Regions from separate parts of the Mus musculus genome. Here all the other regions are linked to region 1. A link is a contact called in public promoter capture Hi-C data. All regions are on one chromosome and are shown on one strand. The core of a region is the stretch at or near the end of the contact, and the rest is flanking DNA. Distances in the headings are between cores, read along the strand shown.

Region 1 (3,144 bases), core at 414-2,913:
GTGCCTTATAAACTATCTATATAAACTTAACTGTTACCACACCACACCAAAGGAAAGAGACTGCAAAAAGGCATGTCAAGCAATCCTCCAAATTGAAGGTGAAAGGATGGGGCGGAGGGGACGACCCATTTTTGCTCCACAAGACTTCTGAGAAACTGCTTGTTTTGATTTGCTTTGCCTTGTTTGACAGAGTCCCACTTGCAACCAGCGTCCTACCTCGGCCTCCCTCCCAAGGGCTGGGAATTTCTTGATATGAGAAGTACAGATTTACAGATATACAGAATTACAGATATCACTCACCACGTCCTGCTGACAGCTTTCAACTTTTGAGTTTTTCTAGAATCTTCTAAGAAGCTCTAGAAAACTTCCATTGCTCCCAGAGATAACCCTCACAGCAACAATGTTTCCACCACCTCTCTCTCGCCTCCAGTCACCAAAACCCGCAAAGGAACCACGAAAATCAGCAGGGCTCAGGGACCGTTGGCTCTGCATGATAACTGTGGAGGCCCGGCAGATGCCCGCCTTTGAGCGGGCGTCAAGGGACCACGGCGGCGCGGACCCCTTGTCCCTCGATTTCACGCCGCGGCCGCGAATCAGCGAGCCTGGTCCCCGCCCGCCGCGGCCAATCTCCAGACCCGCGGACCTGGCGTAAACCGCTAGGGAATCCGACGGCGGGGAGTCGGGGCGACGCCTCCCGGGCCCCCTTCAAGACTCGGGACTCTTCCCTACGACCGCACTGAGCGCAGCGAGGCTCGCACAAGCCTCCAGCTTGCGTAAAAGTCCGCGCGCCACGCGGATCGCGGCCCGCGCCGTCGGGTCCCGGGATTCCGCTGCGGCCCCGGCCGCGGCGCGTGCTGCCCGCGAGCGGGCACGGTCGGAGGGAGCGTGGGGCACAGATCGGCGCGAGTCCCACACCCGGGGCCGCGGCCGGCCGAGTGGCGGCGCCGCGGGAAAGTTACACCAACTTCGCAGGTGGCGAGGACCCGGGGGTCGCGCCCACGCCGCCCGCGCCCGCGATGCCGGGCCACCAGTCTGCGAGGACGCCATGGGGCTGAGCCCCCGCGCGCTCACGAAAATGCCCCTAGAAACTTAAGCCCTTCGCCATTTTAAGCACAAGAGCCTGGTGATTTAAAACTTAAAATAAACACCCCGCCTCCACCCCAAGTGGGGGCGCGCTTCCCAGCCCGCCCTGCGCACCCACCCGGACCCCCGAAGCCCACCCCTCACGATCCAGGGCGGGAGGGGACTATGGGGGCTGAGTCATCTCACCTCCTCCGGGGCTCTGTTCTTCAACTCCATGTTAATCTTCTTCTTCATCTCCATGTCCTCCTCCTTTCCCCTCGCCTGCCCTCCCCACTATCCCCAACCCTAAAAAAACCTCTAAAGGTCTGGAGATGAATGAAAAGAGACGCAAAGACGAACGCCCACTACCACACGGGTGTGGGAGAGAAAGAAAAGAATAGCAAATGGAGTCCGACGACTTGGGACTAACTCGGCTGCCCCCACCTCCGAGTCCACACACCCGCGCGCGCACACTCGGGCACGCACACACTTTCACACAGAGAGAGTGAGGGAGAGAGACACGCGCGCGCCCGCAGTTCCTTCCCCTTCAATGGCTGCTGCGAGACTGAGCCTCCATGACACGGCACCGCCAACCCCCCCTAGCCTACACTCCACCCACCTCCCAACGGGATTGGTCGAGTCCTTAGCGTCACACGACTCCATTGGGCTAGAGGGTTGTCCATTTGTCTTTAGGGGGGACCTGGACCAGAAACTCAGTGTCTATTGGCTCTGACTAGGCGCGCAGTTAATTCCGATAGGTTCGGGAGGATGTACGTCCCGGAGAAATGATTTTGAATCCCAGTCGCCCCCCTCCTTTTCTTTGTGTGATTGGCGCGCTTTCCCCTTGGTAGTAGGACGGTTTGGGTGTCTGTTGGGTTTGTTTTTGTTTGTTTGGGGTTTTTCTGGCTTCAGGGTTAAAAGGAAGGGAAAAGGCGTCGTTGGCATCCCCAAGTTGTAAGTGGGTCATGCAACACACTGCACCCAGAGCTTTCGGTGGTCTTAAAGCACAAGCCTTCTGCTCTGCGGCTAAAGTGTAAGCAGGGGCGCGAGCGCGAACAGCGTGTTGGTGACACCTCCCCGTCCCGAACTGCTTGTAGAACCAGAGCGTGATAAAGAAGGTATTTTAACTTCCAACATAAAGGGGGGAACGGCTCTGAAAGCAGAGTTGAGTTTAGCACGTTGAGTCAGAAGCCTTTAAATAAAACTGTCCAGGAGGAGTTGATACTGAGGTCATTTGTCACTGCTAAAAAGTTGGAATATTAGAGCCAGCCGCGGTGGCACACGCCTTTAATCCCAGCACTGGAAGGCAGAGTCAGGCAGATCTCTGAATTCGAGGCCAACCTGGTCTACAGAGCGAGTTCCAGGATTACACAGAAAGGGGGGTGGGGTGGGGAGAGACTGTTTCCAAAAGACAGAAAAACAAACAAACAAAATTGACACCTTAGAGGAAAAATAACACAGGCCTAAAGAAACACAATTATCAGAAACTGTCCAGCAAGGCCTCTCCTTTCCTACAGGAATCTACTTAAAATGTTCTTTTAAGTGTGAGGGGATGGAGAGGCAATGACCTCTAGCAGAGGTTCCACCCTGGTTCGATTTCTAGCACCCATATAGTGGCTCATAATCACCCATAACTACAATGCCAGGAAATTCAGAGGCATCCTCCGGACTCCACAGGCCACAGGCACAGATGCATTGTGTGTGCGTACGTGCAGGCAAAACACACGGATATGCAAAAACAAAATAAGTAAATTAAAAACAAAACCAAAACTTTTTTTTTCTGTTTAATGTTCCTGAAAGATCCAACATTCCTTTAATCATAGCCCTCAGAAGGGAGAGAGGGGCAGATCCACAGTCATCTACTAAGTAAATCCAAGGCCAGCCTCTGTCACAAAATAACAATAACAACAGAAACTATGTAATTATTTCTTTTAGATTCCTTTTTCTCTGCTTCTTAGTTGCCATGTGTTGCAATTCCTTCTGTGATAAACTATACCAAGATCTGTGAACTAAAACAAATCCTTTCTCCCTTCAAAATATTATTTTTATCTTTTTTTTGGTGGGAGATGAAAAGTACAAAAC
Region 2 (3,144 bases), core at 429-2,928, 700 kb after region 1:
ATGGAGAAAACAATAAAGAATCAGAGGAAACCCCTAACACTACCAGATAGTCCAGACTGAGGCAGGGCTCTACCAACGTCCTCCACCCTGCCCCAAGCGAGCCGAGCCGGCGGCGTGGTCAGGGGTGGCCGATGCTGGAAGCGGGAAGGAGGAGGGAGAGGAAAGGGGGCCGAGGAGGGAACAAGGACAGTTCTGTTTCTCTTCCAGGGACCTGACCAAGCTGGGTGGAGGGAAAGTGTGTGTGGGACTTGGCGTGAAACCACCAATGATGATGAGAAGTGACCAGGAAATTCCATTCCCTTAGGACATTAGGGTCTCTGAAACTTGGAGGCCCGTGTCAGAGTGTGAAGACCAGCCAGGGTCACTGTGGTAGTGCGGGAGTTGGGGGTGGGGTGGGGTGGGGTGGGGGGGGGGGGAGGAGGAACAAAGCCAGAAAAGGAAGTACTAAGCTTTGGCTGTCACTCCTCTTCAAAGCAGCCAACGAATGGGCTGGGAACAAATAAAGCCTGAGCTGGCTAGCTGGGGAGGGTGGGATGCTGAATCCATGGCCCACTACTTCATCCCCACAGTAAAAAGGAAGCCAGGAGGGATCAGGGACAAAAGCGCAGAAAGCCACATCCTTGACAGGAGGGCCCCTCTCACTTCCACCAGAAACCCAGAACTTGAAATGACAAACCCTAAACCACCGTCATCGTCCCGGTGGGCCTTACACACTTCAGAGCTGTAGAGGGGCGAGCAGGAGAGAGGTGGGGAGGAAGGATGTACACAGGTAGTTCCCCGAGCCTGTGGTAGCCCCAAACCGGTTCTCCCGGTCCCGCTGCCTCCGGCCCCAAGGCCTCCCTCTCCAACCCGCTGTCTGACAAGCCTTCACAAGAAGCAAGAAGCAGCTGGAGAGAAAGAGACTTGAGAATCGTGTGGGCAAATTCTGGCTATAAGCCCGGGGATGCAGCTGGTCCCTGTGTGGAGACCCTCCAAACATAGCGGGCTGCTGAGGGACTCCCAAGAGAGGAATGGGCCCCATTTTCAAACAAGTTACAGATATTTGTCCGAGCACCAACCCTGCCCTAACCCCAGGGAAGGGCTGGGGATACTTAAAAGTTAACAGAAGGAGATCCTAATTTCTTCCCCTCCCCCAATATTCTCCGTCAGACTCCAGCTCCGTCCCCCACCCACTGCGACCCAGGATGGGAACTTCGATGAATTGTACTGGCTCTGTCAATGTTCTCCGTGGCTGCTTCACTCTGGCTTAGACCTTCCGGGGCCCAGCACCACTTCGGATTCTCTAGCACAGCAGATCTCTCAGGTTAGAGGGCCGGCGAGGAGCCCCTGTCGCTTCGCACCTTCCACCCGGCCCCACGCTGCAGTCGCCGCTTCCCTGCCTCTCCGTGGCTTGCGCCGCCCGCGCGTGTACTGTGATCGCGACCTCCCCGCTGCCCTGCCCTCCCCTCCCCGCCGCCCGCGCGCAGCCCGGCTCGCCCGGCGCTCTTACCTGCGGCTCCCCGGCGTCCCCACTGCGGGCGGGGGCTCCGCCACTCCGGGTCCCCTGGCTGCTTCTCGGCACGGCGGGGAGTTGAGGGCGGGCCGGCAGAGGTGGGGCTGGCGGAGGGCGGAAACGCCGGCGACGCGATTACGAAACCCAGGGGCTGAGAGCGGAGCGCAGCGCTCCGCCCAGCTTCGGGGCGCACGGCGTGGCCCGCGGGGACAGCGGCAAGCACCGCGCTCGGGGACAACCGCGGCACCCCAACTGTCTGTGCTAGTCTGTCCACCTGCTGCAGGCGCTGAGAGGACGATGCGCTGGGGCCCTTTCTGAGTCTCCCAAAGTCCCCTTTAGTCCTTACAGTGGGAAAGGAGGGCCATTCTGTTGTTTAACCGGAAGACTTTTTAACCCATACATCTAAGTTAGAGGACAATTAACTGCTCAGCCATGCGCTCCAGTCAGCACGAGGGTACTTGGAGAGGTGGGGGTGCGGTGCGAGCCGACGGAGAGGCTCTACGGTGGATAGCGTGTTCCGGAACCTATCCCTCGAATTAGCCGAGTCAGGCAGAGAGGGGGCGGGGAGTGCTTCCGCCCTTGCTAGGAGGGGCTGCATTGCAGGGGAGACCCAGCGGCAGATTCTGTCACAGACGAGGGAGAAGGCGTGAGGAGACAAAGCCGTCACATCCGCGACAGCTTCCTTCAGCAGCCTCCTCCTCTCCAGTCCAGAGCCGACCCCCGAGCCCCTGAGGCATCCCTTCCGTCTTCGGAACACCCTAGTCATTCATTGCTAACAGGTAACCAAGACGAGGGACCGCTTCTTAAGCTTGAAAGACCCCGTGTGAGACCGAGGTGGGGGGCAGTTTAAGAGGAGAGAAGGGGGCGCTATGAACAATGGGTTACTATTCGTTACCAGATTTTTTATCTGTTAAGATCTCCATCCATGCCTTACCATGGACCTAGGCATTCATTTCTAGCACTTTACCTGTAATCATCTCTCGGCATTTAGCTCTTCATTTCATGTATTCATTTTCCTATAATTTTTGCCCTGTGCATCTAATGGCTTCTGTCTAGTGTCTAGTTATCTATATCTTCCTTTTCAAGCTATAATTTCTGCTACCAGTTATTTGGTGAATCTTTATTCCTACTGTAATTATTGTAGCCTCTACTCCCTTGTATTTCTATCCCCCTCGATTTTCTGTCTCTTGTAGGGAGGTTTGGGGAGTAGGGTACTTTTTTTTTTTTTTAAACATGAGATGCTATTGAGAGTGATTGGAACCTTTAACAATCTCCTCCCTATCTCAGATTTTTGCTCCAAAGAGGCTTTAGGTGGGACAGGTGGGAGCCATTGTGGGATTGCCCGATGGCATGCTGCAATCAGTGTAGCTCACAGGAACTACTTATGACAGCAGATTTGTCTTTGCAGCTCCTCCTAGAAAAAGGGGAGGATTGTGGCTAATAGGAAAATCCTAGAGCAACATGAGAAATACCAGGAAGCCTCCATTTTCATCCACCACCATCCCTCCTTAGACTGCATGGTGGCAGCATGACACAGCAAGGCCCTGTGGATTAGGCCTTGAATGCTCTTGGGGGGATCTGGACAAAGGGTATTTGGGTGTGTCCAGGTAGTTTAAAGAAAGTGTATCTTTTAAATGTGTGTATCTACTAAT
Region 3 (3,144 bases), core at 176-2,675, 670 kb before region 1:
TGGGGTGAGCTGTGCAACTTTTCTCCTAGAAAACAGCAAGGAGGCAGTCACTTTTAGACCCAGGAGGACCTGATCAAGGAAACAGAAGGGATGTGTTGGAAATTCCAGACTTAAAGTCTGAGTCATACACCCTTCACTGTGTGTTCCTTGTCGTTTAAACTATGAATTTGGAACCAGGATTCTGACAGGAAATTGGTTAACGTTGCCTAAACAAAAACAACAAAGAAAATTCTCACATCCCTCTTCCCAGAAATTAGGCATCTTTAAGCCGGCAATTTCTAAGCAAAATAAGGTTGTTGCCTGGCTTGTTTCCACAGAATTTAGCATTGAGTGAGCCAGGGCCTGAGATTTATCCTCAGTTCCTGGGCAAGGGCCAGGAATACAGCGCCAGACAGACAGAGGCCCGAGTTGTGAGGCTCCAAACTAAGACACTAAAGCGAGGCACCAAGTCACAGGAAGCTGGCACGGCCTCAATGGTGTGGGTTCAGATTCAAAGGAACAATTATTGTGAGTGACTTTTGAAAGCACTACCTAATAATTCTCCAGCAGATCTGAAGTCATGGTGGAAATTTCATGGTGGGAGGTGGGGTGGGTAAGTTAAGTATGTGAAGAACTAAAAAGTCGAGATTCAGAAGATGAAGTACAAGGGCTCAGGAGATGGGAGTACAGGAATTGCTGAGATCAGAGAGAGAAGACAGAGAAGGGTAAGGATGAGAAATGCCCTGGGTCTGAGATAAAGGAGAGGATCCCACACAATAGGGGCGGGTTCTTAAAGGGAGAAGGACATTAAAATCTTAAGCCTGCTGACAGAGAAAAAGTTGGGAAGAAAAGAGAATTGCATCTGAAAACAGGAGTCCCTGAAGAATGCATTAATAACTCGTGTGTGTGTGTGTGTGTGTGTGTGTGTGTGTGTGTGTACACGCGCGCGTGCGCGCTTGTGTGTGTGTCCAGAAGGAAACTCCCCAAAAGGAAATGCATGCGAAGGCTGGACGCCAAGCGGAGCCACTGTGAGGACAGTGGGAGCTGTGGGAGCCAGGCTCTTGACTAGAGGGTGTCCCGCAGGAGGCCAGTTCCCGACACTTACCTCGACCGTAGCCCTGCGTGTGCTTGGCGAAGCTCCTCACCACCGCCTCCACAGCCTCGCGCAGCACCGCAGGGCTACCCGCGGCGCCGGGGGGCAGGGGCAGCCCGGGGGCCCCAGCCAGAAGCAGCGGAGGCGGGGGCGGGGCGGGGGGCGGCGGGGCGGGCGGCGGGCCCACGGGGGGTGTGGCGGCGCTAGTCGGGGCCCCGGTCACCCCTGGCCGCAGCGCTCGCAAAGTGCCTCTCCCACCGACGCCTACACCGGGCTGCAGCCGCTGTGCTCGCATCGTCTCCATCCCGGTGGCCGGCGGAGCTGGGCCCCGGAGCCTGCCAGCCTGGCGAGCTAACGGTCCCAGCTACCCCAGTGAGCAAGAGCCAGGGGATTGAGGGCGGTGCCGGGATCCAGCTGTCAGTCAAGAGCGGGCGGGACGAACCAGATGCCATGCCAATCACTGGTGGAGAGGGAGGAAAGGGGTGGGCTCCTGAGCCACCTTAGGCAAATGATTGAGGAAGGCGGAGGCACGGGAACCAATTGAATAAAGAAAAGGCTAAATCGTCTAAGAGAGAGAGCTTCGGAGCATCTTTGGGAATCCTGTGGTAAGCGATAGAAATCCGGCCAGACCCCTGGGGCGGGGCTTGAAGGGAAAATAGGCCTGGATGCAAGGCTGGATAGAACTGTAGCTGGAGAGGTTTCTTAAGGACCATTTGTCTGATCACTTTACTTTCTAGATGTAGATGCGGTTCAGAGAAGTGATGTGACTCATCTTTAAGTTCATACACAATTGGTGGTGGAGTGAAAACTGAGTATAGTGCTGACTTTAGTGAGAATATGCTATGTCATATACTTGAGTGCACTGCCTTATTTAATAGCTGCCAAGTACAAACCAGGTTTTATTTTACAAACAAGAAAAGTGATGCTCAGGAAGATTAGATACATGAAATGGCTGGATGGCAAGGGAGATTCAGACATTAAGTGTTTTAATCCAAATATTTTCCTTTTTTCACTATTTACATTCAGGAATGGTTTTCTGACTTCAGCTACTCACTAAGGGAGTCAGAGAACGTAGAATGTGTTTATCACTGTACAGAAAGAGTGAGCTAGAATACACTCAGAAACCTATCAAACAGAGAAATTCAGGACATAGATGGAAAGGGTGCTTGATCCAGGTAAGTCTGGGTTCCAACAGTTGTTCCCAGCAGACATCCATGCACACAAGCTGCGACACCCTTTTGTTGACTGACCATTCCTTTTCCCCTTAGGTGAAGTTACTAGCCCCACCCCCTCTCCTAGGGTTGGCTAAGAGACCTGGGACTATGGAGGTTAGAAGAAAATGAATAAAGGCACACCTGGTGAAATGAAATTAAACCCTGTATTTAAAACAACAACAAAACCTGTGTGGTCAAGATGTAGGAAGTAGCATCTGCTTATGGAGAAGAGGGGCAGTAAGAATCTTAAATCATTAAAAGTCAGGCATGGGGAGGCTGGGGGGAGGCCCACCAAATGCCTTAAAACCTCAGAACACAGGGCCCATTTGCCTTTTCTTCTACAACCACTACTGGTCAGTTGGTCTCCTGGAAAGAAAGTAGCTGCAGCCTCTAGATTGGCTCCCTGAGTAGTTGTGACTGTAAGTCTCACCCTCCCATGCCCTCTCTCTTCACCCCCCCCCCCAACCCACACTTTCAGGCAGCAGTGACAAAACAGACTTCTGAACACATTTATTTGACAAGTGGTAAGAGGACTGACTTAGGCTTGCTCCCCACTTCTACCTGTGGGGGGTTGTTCATAAGCTCAGACACACAGAAGAGCAACTTTGAGCCCATGACCTACCCCTGGGGTAAACAAGACAATCTGGAGTGGTATATGTGTGTGTGGGGGGCACAGGGAGGGAATAAAAAGCAGGAAACTGAGAAGTGGAGAGCGTGGAAGGCAGCAACAGAAGTGAGATTGGGAGCTGCTTTGGGAACCCCAAGAACAGTGAAGAAGACATCCTGAAAAGCGGATGGGAGCAGGGTGTGAACAAGGAGCCAGGCATGGAGAAGCAAGGCCTGCAGAATGGGGCGAGA

The links. Promoter capture Hi-C pulls out the DNA fragments that hold promoters and counts their contacts.
Region 2: a promoter capture Hi-C map of the SN4741 cell line shows a contact between it and region 1, with 3 times the contacts expected there. The contact joins the promoter of Mllt11 here to the promoter of Anp32e in region 1. A contact is called at or near these places in 1 of 39 promoter capture datasets (the SN4741 cell line), 3 of 115 datasets of contacts at active chromatin or transcription factors (effector CD8 T cells, microglia and pancreatic cancer cells) and 3 of 9 other capture datasets (adipose tissue, liver and macrophages).
Region 3: a promoter capture Hi-C map of liver shows a contact between it and region 1, with 5 times the contacts expected there. The contact joins the promoter of Lix1l here to the promoter of Anp32e in region 1.

Annotation. Positions count from the first base shown.
Region 1 is chr3:95,927,776-95,930,919 of GRCm38.p6, reverse strand. It overlaps Anp32e (acidic (leucine-rich) nuclear phosphoprotein 32 family, member E), which reads right to left and starts at 1,663. Exons shown (of 7, transcript NM_023210.4): 1 at 1,270-1,663. The coding sequence starts at 1,323. It overlaps Gm46815 (a long non-coding RNA gene), which reads left to right and starts at 1,895. Exons shown (of 3, transcript XR_001783926.1): 1 at 1,895-2,180.
Region 2 is chr3:95,227,211-95,230,354 of GRCm38.p6, reverse strand. It overlaps Mllt11 (myeloid/lymphoid or mixed-lineage leukemia; translocated to, 11), which reads left to right and starts at 1,678. Exons shown (of 2, transcript NM_019914.4): 1 at 1,678-2,271. It overlaps Cdc42se1 (CDC42 small effector 1), which reads right to left and starts at 1,931. Exons shown (of 5, transcript NM_172395.3): 1 at 1,490-1,931.
Region 3 is chr3:96,599,414-96,602,557 of GRCm38.p6, reverse strand. It overlaps Lix1l (Lix1-like), which reads right to left and starts at 1,425. Exons shown (of 6, transcript NM_001163170.1): 1 at 1,085-1,425. The coding sequence starts at 1,376. Gm52628 (a long non-coding RNA gene) reads left to right here and starts at 1,459. Exons shown (of 2, transcript XR_003954672.1): 1 at 1,459-2,247; 2 at 2,341-2,976. It overlaps Ankrd34a (ankyrin repeat domain 34A), which reads right to left. Exons shown (of 2, transcript NM_001024851.3): 2 at 2,780-3,144.